Linked DNA regions of Gossypium hirsutum: regions 2 and 3 are each linked to region 1. Evidence: chromatin contacts called from public Hi-C data. All regions are on one chromosome and are shown on one strand. Each heading gives the region's core, a stretch centred on a gene start, on an enhancer-like site or on the middle of the called end of the contact. The rest is flanking DNA. Distances are from core to core; before and after follow the strand shown.

The links. Hi-C and Micro-C count contacts between places; a contact is called where the count stands out from the background.
Region 2: a contact with region 1 is called in a Hi-C map of leaf, with 4 times the contacts expected there. The contact joins the promoter of LOC107949772 here to the promoter of LOC107949768 in region 1. A contact is called at or near these places in 3 of 34 Hi-C or Micro-C datasets (all in leaf).
Region 3: a Hi-C map of leaf shows a contact between it and region 1, with 2.5 times the contacts expected there. The contact joins the promoter of LOC107949763 here to the promoter of LOC107949768 in region 1. A contact is called at or near these places in 8 of 34 Hi-C or Micro-C datasets (callus, hypocotyl and leaf).

The regions. Positions count from the first base shown.
Region 1 is chrD03:39,550,506-39,555,113 of Gossypium_hirsutum_v2.1, reverse strand. It overlaps LOC107949768 (dof zinc finger protein DOF5.4), which reads left to right and starts at 1,798. Exons shown (of 1, transcript XM_016884520.2): 1 at 1,798-3,475. The coding sequence starts at 2,038. The coding sequence ends at 2,970.
Region 2 is chrD03:39,301,361-39,305,968 of Gossypium_hirsutum_v2.1, reverse strand. LOC107949772 (COBRA-like protein 4) reads left to right here and starts at 2,139. Exons shown (of 6, transcript XM_016884525.2): 1 at 2,139-2,399; 2 at 2,485-2,564; 3 at 3,276-3,732; 4 at 3,811-3,958; 5 at 4,054-4,334; 6 at 4,413-4,608. The coding sequence starts at 2,330. LOC107949771 (squamosa promoter-binding-like protein 6) reads left to right here. Exons shown (of 3, transcript NM_001327562.1): 3 at 1-510. The coding sequence ends at 489.
Region 3 is chrD03:39,701,560-39,706,167 of Gossypium_hirsutum_v2.1, reverse strand. LOC107949763 (flavonol 3-O-glucosyltransferase UGT89B1) reads right to left here and starts at 2,092. Exons shown (of 1, transcript XM_041090105.1): 1 at 280-2,092. The coding sequence starts at 1,829. The coding sequence ends at 384. It also overlaps the pseudogene LOC107949765.

The DNA.
Region 1 (4,608 bases), core at 549-3,048:
TTCGAATGACTTTTCAAAACGCAATGCAGGTTCATGTTTGGTGCCAACTCGTACGATGCGTTGGACATTAGCAGGCACATACTTTCATCGAGGATGGGTGGGAATTCAAGACCCCATACTCTATGCATGCGTTCTAGACTATACACATCGTTGATGTAATGTGTGTACTCAATTCTTAGGTTCCCAAATGCGACAATTACATATGCGCGTGAGAATCGAAGTGCTTGGAACCTCCCACAATCGCAAGTCCCTCATGTTAGGCCGACACGATATGATGCCTCTAACATGTCCTGGTTCGACCTAGCGTGCTTCGTGACTCGAAATTCCTGGTTCCCACGTGAGTGGCACACTGCATACATAATGTTCACTCTCGTCGTATTTCGTCTGATTTCTTTCATTACATCTTCACACCAAGTATAGTCGCTCGCTATCTGTCCATCGTACACTGTTGCCCTCTTTAGAAACAATGCAGTTAGGCGAAAATATGTTTATTTCACAATTGAGGTTATTTGCAAATGACACATCCCATTTAATACGGAATTAATACACTCCATTAAGTTTGACGTCATATGGCCATACCGTAAACCCCCGTCATACAATTGTGTCAACTATTTGAAGGGTATGTTGGCGAGGTATGTCACATCGTAGCTGCTGATAGTGCCGAAGTTGTTCAACGTTTCATGGAAACGATATTGGACAAACTTGTAACCTGTCAAGAAAAACATACCTATGAAAGCAAACAACAAACAAAATAGGGTACAAAATGACTGTGCAGGTAGTGGCAATTGCATACCCATGTCGATAACTGCATCTCACTCACTTTTCGAAGGCCATTTTCTACGGTAGTTGGATTCGACATATCGTAAACAGTACCTATAATGGGTGCGATCCCAAAGGCTACTATACTGCTAAATCACAGACATAATTCTGGTCCCCTGTCAGATATGACACATATGTTGGGTTATGGGCAAACGTGGCGACGCAATCGGCAGAATCCTATCCCGTCACGACATATGAAATGTATGTGTTATGAGGCGCATAATCACATCCCTGACTCCTCAAAACTACCTATGGAATTTTGCGGTTTCAATCGAAAACTCTAAACCCTTTAAAAGAACCCTAAATCCAAAAAATTCTAAACCTAAAAATATTAAAAACCTTAACTCTAGGAGAGTGAAACGAAAAATTAGACGCGCTTTCCGTTTTTCTTTCAAAAAACGACCTATTTTCCTAAATTTCAAAAAATTGATTTATAAACCTAATTAAAAAATAATTAATTTAGCCCTTCGCTTAATTCGGGCCAAAACTCTTTTTATATATATATGTTTATTTTTATAATACATCGTATCACTCTCTCAACTTTGCTTTGGGAGTTTTTAATATTAAATATGTTTTAATTATCATTACATAATTTAAGTTATAATTAATAAATTATAAAAATTAAAGAAAATAAAAAAAAATCTGCTAGTATCAATTTCCAAGCAACCTTGTTTCGACTTACGAGGCGTTTGGCAATCTCAGGGAAGTGAGGACTGACGGGACTAGAAGCGAAGATACAGTAAACGAGGTCGTACAGTTGTTTTTATATGTAACCAATAAAAATGGTCAACGTGGCACACTCTAGACCAGTTGTACTTAGACTAGGATAGTCCCGAGCAGTTACTGGGGAGGTGGCCGACAACTCGATACCTTATTTTGTGGACATCAATGCCCTTTCCTTTTTTATCCTCCACGTGTCCTCCATCAACGGTTCCAATCTCTTTATTCGTCTTGTTAATCGATTTCCTAATCCCTCCCTGCTACCTGATCCCTTCTCTTATATTCCCAATTCATTTCCTCAAACCTAATTTCGTATTTTCACAATCTACACCATAATTTACGTAAATTCGTTTTCGAAAAAGGGTAAATTTGATTCGCAAGGGGATATTTGTTACAAATTCAAAAAAAAAAAAAAACCCTCTTCTGTGCACTTCACTGGTTTTCTTTTTATTTATTTATTTTCGTTTTTAACTTTGGAGGCGAATATTGTTGCGAATAATGCAAGACATCCACTTGATCGGAGGTGGCCGAGTATTCAGCAGCGGTGGCGGAGGTGGCGGAGGAGATAGAAGGTTACGACTGCAACACCAACAACAAAACAACCAGGCACTCAAGTGCCCACGTTGCGACTCACTTAACACGAAGTTCTGTTACTACAACAACTACAATCTCTCTCAGCCACGTCATTTCTGCAAGAGCTGCCGTCGTTACTGGACCAAAGGTGGTGTCCTTCGTAACGTCCCCGTCGGTGGTGGTTGCCGCAAAGCCAAGCGTTCGAAAACCAAGCCTTCATCCGAATCCACGACAGTCGCCGCCGCGGCCCCTGCACAGCCACAATCACAGCAACTCCTTGATCAACGTAAAGCGAATTCTCATTCTAGCAGCGACAGTTCGAGTCTTATTGCAGCTAATTCTAACGTTGCAGTGGCAAATAAAAACAACAACGATAGTTCTACAGGCGGCATGGCGGATGCGGTGTCGGCAGTAACGTCTCATTCAAACAATATAAATGTAAGCGAGTCGAAGTTGTATGGAAACCCTAACAATTTAGTCTTCGAGGCAGGATTACTGGAACAAGGATCAGAATCGGGGATTTTTCCGGAGATTGGGAGTTTTACGAGCTTGGTTACTTCGTCAAACAATGAAACGTCGTCGTTGGGTTTCGGTGCGGTATTAAATGGGCAAGGACAGTGGCAGCAGCAAAAGATGATGAGTGTTGGAGGGGAGGAAATCACCGGGGAATTGCTCGATCAGACGATGCAGGTTGAGCTTTCAAATTTGCATGGTAGATCGGAGAGTGGATTTGGACCGTTGGATTGGCAAGGGTGTGGAGATCAACCGTTCTTTGATCTTCCTAATGATGTTGACCAATCGTATTGGAGTCAAAGTCAATGGTCTGATCAAGATCATACGGCCCTCTATCTACCGTAAATTGTCTCACTCTCACCCCCCTTTTTTTTTTTCTCCTTAAATTATTTATTAACTATAAAAAAATTGAAACAAAGAAAAAAAATGGAGAAAAAGAAAATCAAAGAAAGGTTCAAAGCTTGAAGTAAAGAAACTGAAAGAGAGTTAAATTGATATATAAATCCGACTGTTTCTTGTGTAAAACGTTTAAAATTTTTCTTAATTTTTTTACTTAATATTTAAGTTCTATTTTGGTGATTTTTGAAGATGTTTCCAGTTTTTTTTAATGCAACTATATTTTGGGGAGCAGGATTTTGTTGATGGTGTATCTGAATTCAATTAATGTAGAGAAAAATATAGATTTCAGGTTTTAATTTATGATTGATATTTGTAGTTTTGAGTGTGGCAAATGTAATGGTTTTACTTAAATATTCATCTATATTTAATTATGATATTAGGAGATTTTAAACATATGGATGTAGTTATTTTTAATTTTAATTTATATTTAACGCATTGTTACTTTTGATAATGAATTATGTGAAGGATTAATAATACCCAAAAATTAATCACTAGAATATATCCAAATTTAAATATCATAAAACTTAAAATAAAATAAAATAAATCTAACTCAAAATAATGAAGTTTAATGATATTTTTAGTTACTAATGTTCATATATTTTGTCATTTTTATTCTTTTAACATATTTGATGTTAAAATATTTTTAATGTGGAGTATTTAAAATATTTTTAATGAGATATAATTTACTAACACTTTGATAATCTAATAAAATAATTATATACGAAAAAATAATAAATAAATCATATATAAAAGTAAAAATATAATTAATAAATTAAATCGAAAATACTGAATATTTATATTTATTTTAATTTTTATAATTATTTTTATTTTTATAAATTAAAATTTATTTTTTTAACTTCATGATTTATTTATTTTATTATTTTTTTATGTATGATTATTTTATTAAATTAATTACGTAATAAGTTATATCTTATTAAAAACATTTCATATATGAAAATATCTTCCGTTAACTTAAAAAAAACAATTTGAAAAATAAAATAAGATTTATGGCAAAAAAAAATCAAAAATAAAATCAATAGAAAAAAAGATGTAAATGTTAATTAAACCAAATAATAAATATTGAAAATGGAAAAGGGAGGGATAGGTACGGGCAAAATGGAGGGAGTATTGACAGTAGAGCCTACTATTAATGATGTAGTTAAGAAGTAGTTGTATATGGTGGGTCCGGGAAAGGTAGTGAGTGGTCCCATGGCGACTATGACTCCACGTGGCGGTGGTATTAATGGGTAGGGGCAAGTGGGTTAACCTCGTAGGCTGACTCTACCAGGGGCGGCGGGTGGGGCTGCCTCACTTGGGGGACAAAATGTTCTCGCCTGCTTGCCAGAGAAGACGAGTACATGATGCCGTAACTTCACATCCAATTTCGTACAGACAATTTCAGGTTTTAAATATTTTTCAATGTTATATTAATTTTTATTAGCAAAACAGCTTTTTTTATCCATCCGGCTTCACCGATAACAGATTTGGGTTTAAATATTATTGGTTTAAGCTTGTAAAAACTTTTTAAATTTTTTCAAACAAAACAATTAAGTCCTTGTTTATTTTTATTTATTTATTTAGGTA
Region 2 (4,608 bases), core at 890-3,389, 250 kb after region 1:
ACTTATTCCGGATCACGGCCTTTGTTCCAAGGCACCTCCTCGTCAGCAAGTGAAGACATCAATGTTTTCGATGCAGCATTGAGCATTCAGGGATTATCTGGGATTTCGGATTCTGTTTGTGCTCTCTCTCTTCTGTCATCTCAATCACACAGCTCTTCAAGCCACTCATCAGGAATTCCCATGGCCCGTTCCCTGGTTATTCCAGGCTACCATAACCATCACATGACTCAAGTCTCGGAAAAGCTCGACAGAGTGTCGAATATGATCTCTTCATCAGGGATCAATTCAACCGAAGGCAGTAACATGAGTGCTATACTGATATCTGATAGTAGTGAAGCTGCCAACTTCAATATCACTGATGGACTATCATGCAAAGATGGACCGACGATCAACTTGCTTCAGCTTTCATCGCAGCTTCAGCGAGTGGAACATCAAAGACAATCTATGCAAGAAGACAATGAAAATGAGACCTGCCTACGAATCGTTTAAGTACAGATTAAGGTAAGTAAAGATGCTCGAGTTGAATGACATTATGATCATATATCTTTGACATTTGAACCAAGTGTTTTGTTTATCTAACATTCTTCCATTCTCTGAATTTGCTGGCCTGGAACTAAATGATTGGACTTGCAATGGAAGACAAGTTCAATGTTGCTGAAAGCTGCACAGTTCTCGAGATGTCCGAATAGTCGGAGTAACATAGATGGAAGCATGATGAGAAAGTTCAGCAGCTGCTAACAGGATTCCCCACCCCACCCCTCGGTTAAGTTTCACCTAGACTTTTACAAGTTATTTTGTAATCGAAAAAAAAAATTGTTTGATTATGCTTCTCGAATTAAAAATGTTTTGATGAACAAAATTATCAACATTTCTCGAATTAAAAATGTTTTGATGAACAAAATTATCAACATTTCTGTTTGCAACGTTCATCAAATCAAGTTTAATATTCGACACTCGCTATTTAGATGCATAACTAAAGCAAAATTATCAAACAAGTTTTATATGAGCTTGTGATATAAATCTTACTAAACTGCTTAAATTTTAGGGTAAATTACACTATTAGTCATTAAACTATGGGTAAGTTTAATTTTGGTTAGTTAATTAAAAAAGTTACAATTTAATCTTTGAACTATTTGAAAGTTTTCATTTAAGTTATTAAATTATTCAAAGTTTTTATTTAAGTCAATTGAGTTGTTGAATTTTTCTTTTTTTAATCACCAGTGAGCTCCAAGCGATTATTCGATGGCCAGTATGGTAGATCAATATCCATCGATGAGTAAGAGAATATATTTTAGATCTAAGTGATCTAACAACTATTTTCAGAGAATAAATTCATTTGAATTTTGATTCACAGATTTATGATGTTTAAAGCTATTTCATAAAAAAAAATGTGAAATATAGAAGAGAAAATGTCAGAAAGCTTTTAATCGGTGCAGGTAATGGGATAACATTGATTTTAATATCCCAATGACTTAAATACAAATTTTTTGAATAGCTCAATAATCAAATTGTAACTTTTTTAACTAAGTTATAAAAACAAAAATTTACCCATAATTTAATAAGTAATGGTGATGGTTAGAGAAAAAGTTGGTGTATGGTTAATGGATAAATTGGGTAAATTACCCCAAAGCTAGGAAGTTCCCGCTGCGTCATGTACATCAATTACTCACTAAACTCGTAGTAACAATTTGTTGTTTTATGCCATAATTAATTATACTGGGAAACTTGGCAGGTCATGTTAGCATAAAATCTCAAAGCTGATTTTACTTCTTTTTTTTTTAAACAGAGGTAGCATAAGCAAAGCTTTCATCTAACATCCATATTAAAACACAAAACAAAATGGGAAGTTGGAAAATCCTTGTCTGAATAACTCACTTATTCCATTTAAACTATCACATATGTTGCATATTCAAAACTAAAAATTTTGTTGTTGCCATTTCCCTATCCCTTTTACAATCTATCGTTATTATATTATTAATTGTGAAACAGTTGAGTAGTCATTATCACTAGGTGAGTTGACTTCAATAACTGCAAGCTCTCACACACCCACCAATTTAATTAATTTAATTAATTTTAAATGGAAATCATTTGTTTGGTAGGTGATTAAATCGAGTTTAAGATGTTTCTGTATTTGACGAATATCGGCAGTTAGAAGATTGTGCTCAGAATATGTCTGAAAAAAGTTCCAAGTCATACTCACACATATATACAACAAAACCAGTAGTTGAGGCTGTCATAAACAATTCTTGTTTGTTGGGGGAATAGATATAAACCCATAGGAGTATCATTGTTTACAGACAGAAGGCGTACTACCTCTTGATATTGCACAATGATGTTCTACAAATTTGCCTACCCCCTGCCAATGGTTGCTTTCTTTGCTATAATCATTTCTCAAGCAGGTCAGTTGCTACAATCATATTCGTGTTTTAGTTAATTAAGTTTTCTTGCTAATAATTTCCTTTCCCTTTTCTACTTTTGTTGTAGGAGCATATGATCCGTTAGATCCTAACGGAAATATAACAATTAAATGGGACGTTATGTCCTGGACTCCGGATGGTTACGTTGTAAGTATAACTTCATTTCACTTATTATACTCATATTTTTTCATTAAACTCAAGATTAATTAATTGGTTCACGTAGTCACCTTAAAAGATAAATTTTTAATAAATTTGGTCAAAATTACGACTTCCTTTATACCAAAAACAATGATTTCCATTTATATGGATCAAATGTTAAATGTTGATATGTATCCATCACTAATATATTAAAACTTTTTCAAGTTGTTTCTTATAATTGAAAGTTACCTAAAATAAGAGCCAAGCTAAGGGTTGGCAGGGGCTTAATCCAGAGTAATAACAATTTTAATCCAGTCTAATTATAGAATATTCAATTTAACTTTTTTTAATCAATTTCATCCTTTGACTCCAAACTTTTAAAATTTTATTTTAACCCCACAATACCGAACTTCTAGCTTCGATCCAGGTCAATATCCTAATACCCATATGCAAATATTACTTCGATTTAGTAATTATAAAGTTTCTTTTATTAAACTCAAACTTAAATTAGACTGTTCATGTAATCATTTTTAAAAGGTAGGTTCCAAACTTTCTTTATACCATAAACAATGCTTTTCACTTATGTTACTCAAATTTGGTTTGGATATAAGATCCCATACTAAAATTTTCAATATTCATTTTTATAGTAAATATAACTTTTGAGTGTGGGATAGTTGAAGAAATAGAAATGCAAGCTTATATATCATATCTGGTATGCAGGCAGTTGTAACAATGACCAACTTCCAAATGTATCGGCACATAATGAGCCCTGGCTGGACCCTAGGCTGGGTTTGGGCTAAGAAAGAAGTGATCTGGTCAATGGTGGGAGCCCAAGCCACTGAACAAGGAGATTGTTCAAAGTTCAAAGGAAACGTCCCACACTGCTGTAAGAAAAACCCCACAGTTGTGGACTTGCTCCCCGGCGTCCCATACAACCAACAGATAGCCAATTGTTGCAAAGGTGGCGTCGTGTCGTCATGGGGCCAAGACTCCTCCACCGCGGTTTCGTCCTTTCAGGTGAGTGTTGGCCGTGCCGGGACTTCCAATAAAACAGTGAACCTGCCGTTGAACTTCACTTTGCTTGGTCCTGGTCTGGGTTACACATGCAGCGGAGCTAAAAAGGTGCCGTCCACTGTTTTCCTCACCCCTGATGGTCGACGAAAAACTCAAGCATTGAGTAAGTTTTTGATAATTTGCACTTAAAACAGATATACTTACACCCGACATAAGTTATGTGTTGTAATTTGTGCTGCAGTGACATGGAATGTGACATGCACGTATAATCAGATTCTGGCATCACGATATCCGAGTTGTTGTGTCTCGATGTCTTCATTTTACAACTCCACAATCACACCTTGTCCATCATGTTCTTGTGGCTGTCAAAACAACAATAATTGCATCTCGTAAACCTTCTTTCTGATCCCACACGAAAATGTTTTTAACTATGGGATTTCACTATATATCATCATCCCTAATGACATTAGTCTACAAATTGCAGGGGTGATGCAGAGATAGAAAGTGTAGTTGGCAAGAACAGAACAAGGAGTAGAAATTCGAATGCGATGATAAGGTGTACCAACCATATGTGCCCCATCCGAGTGCATTGGCATGTGAAGCTGAATTACAAGGAGTATTGGCGAGTGAAGATGACGGTCACTAATTTCAACTACGCCATGAACTACACGCAGTGGACACTTGTGGCTCAACATCCTAACCTCGACAACATCACCCAAGTTTTCAGTTTCGAATATAAACCCCTCCTTCCTTACAAATACACAAGTAAGTCCTTGTCTTTGATTTGAATTTCCCTAGGCAGTCGACAAGTGGGCTAACCATGGACTAACTTTGAACATGCAGATGACACTGGTATGTTCTATGGCTTGAAGTTCTACAATGACGTATTAAAGGAAGCCGGAGCTGATGGAAACGTCCAATCAGAATTGATTCTTAGGAAAGACATGAGTACATTTACGTTCAAGCAAGGTTGGGCTTTCCCTAGGAAAATATACTTCAATGGCGATGAATGCGCCATGCCAGGTCCAGAGGAATATCC
Region 3 (4,608 bases), core at 843-3,342, 150 kb before region 1:
CCTTGCCAAGGAACGCCATTGTTCTCCCCCCTGTTTGCCTGGGAAAATATTTCATCTTCCCGGTGGAAATGGGAATAGGGCGTGTTTGGTTGTAAAAGAAAAAAACCCCCCAATTTATTGACCTTAAAATTATTATATTTTAAACATCAATTAATTAATTCATTTACAAATACATCCATGATGTAAAAGTTTGGGCACATAGTTAATTTGTTATGTAATTAGTAGTGACATATAACTTCTGTTTTGATTTGAAGTCCACATAATTGCTAAAAGTGTTCATAGTCCCAACTAATATAATGTTATAATTAGGTAATGGAATCTCTAATAACATACTAACATGAAAAATAGGGTCTAAATATGCTCGTAATAAAACGACATTAGATCTAGGCTTGCATACAAAATAACTGCTTCACCATCTCTTCCATGTCCTGGGCCGAGCTGCCACCCTCTCTTACTGCTTCCAATGCTGCCTTTCTCAATTCCATAACTCCTTTCCTCTCAACTCCCTTCTCCCGGCTCACTGATTCCGCCAAGACTCGGGCCAACTCCTCTGGGTTCGGCACTGTTTGAGGACCCTCACATGCCTTCTTACCCACCTTTAGCTCTTCCACCAACAATGTTTGGTCCACAAACTGGTCCGCTCCGAATGGCCACGTCAGCATGGTTACGCCAGCTACCACTGCTTCCAACACCGAGTTCCACCCGCAATGAGTTAAGAATGCACCCACTGCTCGGTGACTCAGTATAGCAACTTGCGGGGCCCACCCTCTGATAACGAGTCCATTGTTAGCCACGCGTTCTTCGAACCCATTCGGGATCATTCCGTAATTTGCCTCCACGTGTCCCACAGAAGGCTCCTTGATCGACCATATAAAACGGACACCACTCTTTTCCAACCCGGATGCAACACCGGCCATCTGATCGTTGGTTAACACGACTTGACTCCCAAAGCAAACGTACACGACTTCGCCATCTTCACACGCGTCAAGCCACGTCAGCAAGTGATCCAACGGCACCGAGCTGGACCCACCCCTATGAACAGCCACGGTAAGGTCATCGTGGTCATGGAGAGGGAGTAAGGGTCCCACTGCCCACACTCGATCACAGCCCATCATCCGTTTCAAATGGTCAAAATAAGGCCTTTCAAGTTGATTAAAGGAATTGACCACAAGGCCCCAGTTCTGGATGTTCGCGTGGAAAATATCTTTGATAAATTCCATGGCTGGGTCTCCCTCGACGCAAGCTCGATACAAGCCAGAGATCTTCCACCAAGGGTATTTCGGACAATTCGGAAGTTTATCAAACGAAACGACAGCCGTCTGATCACGGGGATCATCGAGTCTAGGAAGCTCCATCCACAGGGAATACAAAATAGACAAAGCCATGGCGCCGGAAGGCGAGAAAACGATGTGTTTAGCCCCGACACGGGAGGCCAAACGTTGGGTCCAGCCCAAGAACATGTCGGAGACGATGGCCGAAGGAGGCGAAGGATGGGACTGGAACCAGGAAAGCAAAGGATGGTAGAGTTGGCCGAGGGTATGCATTAAGGCAGGTAAACACCGTTGAGGGATGTCCTTTAAGTTTTCGACGGCGGAAGGGATGGAAGGGTGGGGAGGGAAAGGGAGGACCAAAGGCGGAATCCGCGGGTGGGCAGCGAGGAGTTGGGTTAAGAAAGGGAGGTTCTTTGGGGTGACTAAGACGGTAATGGTTAGATCAATGTCAGTGGCGGCTAAGGCTATGCGATGGGTGAAATCTAAGAGAGGGATGATGTGGCCTTGCGCTGGGAAAGGGAAAACAAGAATGTGGGAACTGCTTCTCAAAGTTGCCATGTGATGTAAAAAAGAACACAAGGAGAGATTGAAGTATGAAGAAAGTTGAAGGGTTATGGAGTGTTATGTAGCCAAAGGATTCAAACGGGGAGTCACGTGGTATCGTTTTCCAATGAAGAAGTGTGCGTTTCATGGTGGAAAAGTGGAATAGCATATGAAAACCTTGTGGAAACTATTTTTTTGAAAAAAATAAAAATTTTAAGTTGTCGACTTTAAAAAATAAAATAAATAAAAGTAATCACCAATCTTTTATTGAGGTGTGATTAGATCACTTAAAATGATTTTGATCTACGAGTTTTAGAAAAAAATAGGTTCGGGAGTCAGTTACGTACGAGGAAGGATTAGCACCCTCGTAATGCCCAAAATTTGGTACCAAGTTGATTAATTAGTGTCTTAAGGTCAAAAATTTTAAAAATATAATCTTTAACAAAAACTTAAAACGTTGCGTATTAAAACCCTTCTCAATTTAGAGAAGCAAAAATGTCACACCCAATGCGTTAGGGCACAACATTCTAATTTCCTCCAAAATGAATTGGGCCAAAATATTAGTGCAATAAAACTTTAAAAGAACATCCACTTATCCAAGATTTAAGAAATCACACCCAATACGTTAGGGCACGATTCCTCTAAAATCCTAAACTTGAAATATTTCTTTTACTTTAAAAGAACATCTACTTATCCAAGATTTAAGAAATTACACCCAATACGTTAGGGCACGATTCCTCTAAAATCTCAAACTGGGAATATTTCCTTTATTATTTTTAAAAAAAATCTTCATTTCGAGAAATCAATGCGTCACATCCAATACGTTAGGACACAATGTGTTGAATTCCCAATAATGAGTTCTTATTTTAGTTGGTTTAAAGAGCAATCCTCGATCATTATATTTTCAAAAAAAATCGGAACCCAATACGTTAGGGCTCAATTTCCTTGAGAAATCCTAAATACGAGTATTATCTCTATTTTGAAAAGTTTAATTTTTAAAAAAAAATTGAGTAAAAAATGTAATGTTATGCCACTTTAAATATATAATGCAATAATAAATATTACGATAGCATAAAAATAATGCAAATATATAAACAAATAAATACAATAATGGCATGCAAAATATCAAATAAATGGGCAAGATAATAAAAATATGTAAACCTAAATCAATAGGCAAATGATCGAAATAAATAAAAAAATGTATACATGTACACATAAAAATATATAGGTTTAAAATAATTAAATAATATCTACATTATCGAAGTTAATTAATGAAATAAATATGTATACACATAAACATGAGAAAAATATTAGTTGCAAAAAAAATAAATGTATACATAAAAAATATACATATATATAGGTTTTTTTTAAAAGGTAATATAAGGAAAAATATTATTAATTGATAATAAAAAAAATAATGATGGAAAAAAAAGACTAAATTGAATTGCAGTTTTAAAAAATGGGTAAAATCTGTAAATAGTAAAAATTAAAGGACTAAATTGAACGCGCGAATTACATAGAGGGGCTGGAAGGGAAATTTTCCCTTCTCCTCTAAAACGGCGCCGTTCCAGTAGGATTAAATTGAAATGGAAAATAAATTAAAGAACAAATTTAAAAAACACAAAAAAACCTAATTGACAATTCATTAAAAGGCGGAGGGGTCAAAAATGCAATTTGCCCCTCCGCATGAGAAACACGCGGATCCTTCCCTCAAAACGGCGCCGTTTTCAATTGGCTATTTAAGCCAAAATTAAAACAAAAATTACATTTCAAAACATTTTAAAAAAAAAACCAAATCTTCAAAAAAAAAACTCTCTCAGCCCCTCAGTCTTCCGACCATCGGTCGGTCATCGGACGGTCACCGACCACTGCGCCGGCAGCTAATTTCCGGCGCTGGAGCCACCGCTTGCGGTGGCCGAAAAAGGGAAAGTTCCCTTTTTAATATTTCCGACCCCTCCAGGCCCAAATCTGGGCTAAAAATCCCCAAAATCGACCAAAAAAACACTAGAAAGACTCTAGAAACTCTTTGGTTTCTAGTCGTCTGTCATCGGAGACGATCCTCGGAATACCCTACGGCGTTTCAGAAGCTAAAAAAAGGTAGTTTTCCTCTCTTTTATTATTTTTGTTTATACGTATGTAAAATAAAAATATACAAAAAAATAAATATAACAATGAAAATACAAGTATCAACCTTTTTTGATCGATTTATTCTGTATTACGAAAGTACAAGCCTTTTTCTATTTTCGAAATCAGGATCCTCGTTACAGTGTGTTTATGGCTTTTTTATAACCGAAATAGTAAATCAAAGAAAGAAAAAAAATCTGGTCATATCTTTGATTCGCAAATACATGATTTTTCTTTCCATACGTTGTTGGTTTCCTTGCAGGTGAAGATCACGAAGATTCGGGGACGAAGCTTAGCTTGCGACGCTGCCCTAGGGTTCCATTTGCTCCCCGAGCTTTGGGCTAGGGTCCGATTTGGGCCGCTGTTGTAACACCCCTTACCCGTATCCAACACCGGAATAGGGTACGAGGCATTACCAAAACACATACACTTGTAAACGTATTTAACCGAGTTATAAAATTTCATCAAAATTAAAACTTTCAAAATAATTAACATGTTTCTATAACTTTTCACAATATATCCTCAAAATATTATAATCATAATAATTAGGGCATGCGAGACCCGATACATACTCATGCAATTTAATGCTTCATTTCCATTTCATTCAATTCGCAATTTCTCATGCTCATAATTTAAATCATATCACTAGCAATTTCCATTTAATTCACGT